2 separate regions of the Rattus norvegicus genome follow, and region 1 is linked to region 2. The links are chromatin contacts, called in public Hi-C maps. All regions are on one chromosome and are shown on one strand. The core of a region is the stretch at or near the end of the contact, and the rest is flanking DNA. Distances in the headings are between cores, read along the strand shown. Region 1 holds the start of Prkaa2 (protein kinase AMP-activated catalytic subunit alpha 2). Region 2 overlaps Fyb2 (FYN binding protein 2).

Region 1 (2,700 bases), core at 95-2,594, 78 kb after region 2:
CGTGTATTCTGATTGCATTTCCCTCTCGGAAAAGTCCCAAGAAAGCTCAGGTTTTGCTTTCCTAGAACTCTGTTGCCTGGAACAGTAACTCGCATGTGGTAAGAGCATTCAATAAGCAGTGTTTCTCATTGTACAAATGGGTATTAGATAGACCGAGAGGAGTTAATCCTCGCAGGAATGATGAGTCCCTGCCTTCTATTCAAGTCTTCACTGGAGGTTAAAATGTGAAAAATATGCCTTAGCATAAAATTCCCAGACTGCTTACCCACTATTTATTCAACAAAAAAAGCTAACGTTTCACTTTTAATTCTCAACTCGCTACCAAGTATCTTCTTAACAAGAGCTGGTAATCAAACCAAACCCATGTGACTCTTATTAACTAATAAGAAAACAAAGCAAAGTTTAATACTTAACTAGTAAGTGGAGTTGAAATTTCAAAAGCAACCTGTTTTTTTTTCCCCCCAAAACCCACAATTTGCCATCAAACAAACGCCTTGCCTAAGCAAGTCTGACATCTTGGGGACCCAAATTCCATTACCAAGGAACATTTTTCCCAGACCCTGACCCCAGAAGTCTTCCTAGAACCAATTTACACACACCAATCAACCTGCAGAGCTGGGGTTCCCCTAAAGCCTCTGCCCAACCAGCTGCATTCCAGCGTTTTCACACACCCAGCAGAGGGGACTCGCCACCTCTCAGCTCTAGGCATGCCCCTAGTCAACTCCACCATCAAAGGCCTGGGACAGGGAAGAATCTGGGGAAGCCAGGGGCCTTATCGGCAAGGCCAAAATTGGAGGACATTTTAGACCTCACCCTGAATCTGCCAATTCTCTGTGACCTTGGGCGTGCCGCTGAAGCCTCGGAGCTCGCGTTCTCTCACCTTTAAGGTGAGGACCGCACCCTGGCTACGCCACGTAAAGGATTAAGTGAGACCACAGATGCTGCTCCAGGCAGAGCGCTTGGCACCAGTGGGAGACCCACTCCCAATCCGCGGCGCCGTGACTACCCCATCCTCCCCACGCTTCGGGGCCCTTTGGACTGGGCCAGTCGCCCAATTCTGCAGACAAGTGAGCTGACGGGTAGAGAAAAGACAGGGTGCTCGCAGACACCCCCGCCAAGGCACAGCTCAGACCGTGGGTCCCCCTGACCCACGCCCCGGCTGCCGCGCCAGGTGCCTGTGCCCCGGGCTCGCCTGCGAGCGCTCCACCTGCCACCCGGCCCCGCGCCCGCGCCGCTGCACTCACTCTTCACTTTGCCGAAGGTGCCGACGCCCAGGGTGTCCCCCAGCACGTAGTGTCCGATCTTCACACGCCCGTCGTGCTTCTGCTTCTCAGCCATGTTCGGCGCGCGGCCTCCCCGGGCCGCGGGCTCTAAGCGCCGCCGCCGCTGCCGCCGCCGCCACCGCCTACCCACAGTGCAGCGGGCCCGGGGGGCGGGACGGGGACGCCTGGGGCGCGGTAGGGTGAGCGCGGCTCGGCGTGTGTGGACGCGAGCTGGAGGCGCAGAGCCCGAAGCGTCCTGAGGAAAGCCCACGGCGGTGAAGATGGAAGGGATGAGTCTGAGAGCGACCGAGGTGAAAGGAGAATCTGAAGAGAAGTGGGGGTGAGGGGGTGCAGACCATGAGACGTGCCTCAGGACAGCAGGACCAGGCGGGGAGGGCGGCCCTTCCCTAGCCCCTGGCACGCTCCCCCCAGGCAAGGTTTATTTGACTGGGAACGCTCTAGTCCGTACCCTCCTCAGATAGCGACCCCATTGTTTTAGAACTCACGCTTATTTTGTAGTTCCTTGTCACGTTATTGTTAGGTCGAAACCCTGGACAAACTGCCCAAGGAGACGCCTATCATTAACATATCAAAGATGACGCTGGCTGCCAGGTTCTCTCAGCATCCCTCAGTCCCTAACTGGGATAGGGTCCTCCTGCCTGCCATACCTCGACTCCTACCCCGAACTCTCCAGCCCAGGGACTCCAGCCCCTTCCCTCAGGTCCCCTGGTCCCTAGATTATTCAGCCATTTTGGCTGTGCTAATCTCTCAGCCCAGACCACCCACCCCTCTAGGCCTGGCTCCTCTCTTGCTCCCACTCCCCCTCTCTCCTCACATAGCCCTGCTCAGTCTGCCCATGTTCACCCTGGACTCTCCTAAACGTCCCTGCTTCTGCCTGTACGTTCGTTTATCTACAATAAGCCTTCTTCGTTGTGTTAGTTAAGGTTTTTTTTCATTGTGATAAAACACCATAGCCAAAAAACAAGTTGGGGAGGACAGGTATTATTGTTACACTTCCACAGCACTGTTCATCTCTGAAGGAAGTCAGGATGGGAACTCAAACAGTACATGGAACCTGGAGGCAGTCCCGATGCAGAGGCCATGGGGGGTTAGCACCGGGAGGGTGCTGCTTACTGGCTGGCTCATCAGGGCTGGTACAGCCTGGTTTTCTACAGAACCCAGGACCACCAGCCCAAAGATGGCACTACCTACAATGGGCCATTGATCACTAATTAAGAAAATGTCTTACAGCTTACATCTTATGGAGGCATTTTCTCAATTGAGGTTCCCTCCTTTCAAATAACCCTAGCTTGTGTCAATTTGACAAATGACAAACCAGCATATCCACTGTAGCCAGGAGCAATTATGTCCCTCCTTCTATTTCTTTTCTTCATTCAGTTATATAGACAATCGTGTTATAGGGATAAAAGACACCCTC
Region 2 (2,700 bases), core at 128-2,627:
GGCATCGGGGAGTTGGGCAGATAGTAAGTGAACTTCTAATGTTAGTCCACTGCATGTGCAGCCTCTTGGTGCATAGCTACATTTCATATGAATTCTGTGTAGTAATAATGTGCTCATATTCCTTTACATGACCATGACACCACCACCTGAGCCACCATCACCTGATTTGTTTCTTAACCAAAGCAAAAGACTAGAAGACGAGGACTGATGAAGGGAACAGTTCGCTGCAGGGGGTGGGGGTAGTGGATTCTTTTCTGGACTCAACCAGAACTATCATTTGTGTTTAAGTATATTTAACAAAACTGTGAAGATATATAAAATATATACATGTTGTACCATGTTAAAACGGTGGAAATGATTAGTCTCTGTGGCTAAAACACATCCAAATGTATTTCCTTTACGTAACAGTAAATAGAAATTGCAGAGTTGTAAATAACATTCTGGTTCTACCTGATATGCACTGTATGTTAATAAAGTCTGCATATGCTTTCAACTACTACATTTGAAGTTCATTTCCTAATCTTCTAGAGGACTCCAGTTCAGTTCCCAGCACCCACATGCAGTAGTCACTGTATCTGTAACTCTGGGAGTTGGCATACCATGCTCAGCTCTCCAGGACACCTGCATTCAGGTGGCATAGCCTTGCACATGAAGGAAGAATTGTGCTTTAGCAGAAGGGATGAAGAGAGCTTTTCCCTGACAGACCCATTCTTCCTCCTTTGAATCTACTTTGTAGGCTTCCCTAGTCTCCTATCTTCCTTTACATGGTCCCAATGGCACCTGCCATAAAGGCCATTTCATCCTAAATCAGATGAATCAAAGGTATTTACAGAGTTCTAAGTTTATAGAATAAACAGGTACATTACCACAAATAGAAAGACTAATCACATTATAAATGGAATAGCTTAAGGATTAAGAAAGGTGTTACAAAGCTTGGTCTGAAAGAAAGGCAGAAACTAGAAAAATCAATAGTCTTTCTGGAGACTGTCGAGAAGTTCAGGCAAATAGTATGCACAGAGTCTGACCGGCAGTGCTGCTTGGAAGACTTCCTCTAAAGACTGGGGACCCAATCAAGGATTGAGCTAAAAGAAAATGCCAATGTTTGGGGGGCTCAAGGTTAATGGGGTTACAGATTACAGAGACAAAAAAGGCTTCTTTGCAATATTCACTAAGGGAAATTTCACAAGGCTCCCACACTTAGATGAAGAGCTATAGGCAATCAGTGGCTGCCAAGAGAGGAACTCTCTCCTATAGGAATACGCTCCCTGCTAGGATTCAACCCTAAGCACACATACAGAGAAGAACACTAGATGAGCCCAGTAGGTTGTTTGTGTGCCAGTAGCTCATCTGTTTGTTGTGTTTGGAAGTGAACTCCAAGGGGCAAAGGACAAATGCAGTCTTAACATATCAGCACAAGTAAACGGAACAAGCAGGCACAGCTCTACTGTGTCTGACCCGTTAGACTCAAACGGAAGCCAGGCACAGGAGGCAATCAATGTCACTTCTTTTTGATTCCAGGAACAAATCTAAACATATACTCAACAATACCAGTGCACCTAATTTCATTAGACTGACCCAGCTGGATATAAAGACATAGACTGATCTCCATATAGAAATACTGGCAGGTGACTTCAACACCCTGCTCTCACCCAGACACATAAGCAAGTAACCTTCAAATGTGTGGGACAGACATCTGCATAATATTTCCCCCACAGAGTGCACATTATTTTCAGCAGCCTAAAAATAGACCACAGTTTTACAAAGCAAGTCCTATCAAATCTTTAAAAAGAACAACTAGAATTCTATAGCAGAAAAATTAGAGTAGTTTTCATGAAAATAGAACAACACATTATTGAACAATGAGTGGGTCATTTTTATAAAAGAGAGAGAAATTTCAAGACTTTTTGAACCCAATCATAATAAACACATAACAGAACCTATGCTATATTTTGAAAATCTCTTTACAATGGGAAGAGCACAGCTATAGGTGGTGGTCACACTCATCAGATCAGAGTTGCCATGAGCATCCCATGGTTTTGCCAGTATCACTCTAGCAGTCTGTGCACATTCCTCAAGGCTTTGGTGCTTGTCAGTCACCCTGGAGGTCAGCTTATGCTGCCAAGGCTTCCTCTAGTCCCTAACACCCAAAGCTTTAGCCACACCCAAAGTCCTGCTATCACCTAAGCAAGTCCAGATCACCACAGCCACCCCACGTGTGAGTAAGCACCTGTCATCTGGGCTCCACAGCTGAATTTCATGCAGGCACAGTGTTGGCAACAAAGCACACAACCCTCAGCTATGACCCAAATACAGACTGAAACATTTTCCAGACCAGAAAGGATAAGAGCTATCCTCCTCCTGTTTGTTTTGCTTTATTGGTTTGTACATATTTTTATTCTGTGTATTTTTGTGTTGTATTTTTGGTTTTATCAATATTTTAGTAGTGTGTGTGTGTGTGTGTCTGTGTGTCTATATGTGTAAAACTAGTCGCAATTTTGTACATTAACTCACTATGTGTCTTAGTTAGGGTTTAACTGCTGTGAACAGACACCATGACCAAGGCAAGTCTCATAAAAGACAACATTTAATGGGGGTTGGCTTATAGGTTCAGAGGGTCAGTCTATTATCATCAAGGTCGGAACATGACAGCATCCAGGCAGCCATGGTGCAGGCAGAGCTGAGAGTCTACATATTCATCTG

Evidence for each region. A called contact is a pair of places that touch in the nucleus more often than the background predicts.
Region 1: a contact with region 2 is called in a Hi-C map of liver, with 2.8 times the contacts expected there. The contact joins the promoter of Prkaa2 here to the enhancer-like site in region 2. A contact is called at or near these places in 6 of 12 Hi-C or Micro-C datasets (Schwann cells, hepatocytes, kidney and 3 more).

Annotation. Positions count from the first base shown.
Region 1 is chr5:125,106,980-125,109,679 of GRCr8, forward strand. Prkaa2 (protein kinase AMP-activated catalytic subunit alpha 2) reads right to left here and starts at 1,345. Exons shown (of 9, transcript NM_023991.1): 1 at 1,245-1,345. The coding sequence starts at 1,338.
Region 2 is chr5:125,029,369-125,032,068 of GRCr8, forward strand. Fyb2 (FYN binding protein 2) reads left to right here. Exons shown (of 20, transcript XM_063261317.1): 20 at 1-499. Among named protein-coding and RNA genes, the nearest start is that of Sumo2l1, 66 kb to the left of the region's middle. Within about 2 kb of position 1,378, at least 1 of the 93 cell types and tissues checked has an H3K27ac peak or open chromatin away from gene starts, as enhancers often do. A contact at or near this core is called in liver, where this site is marked.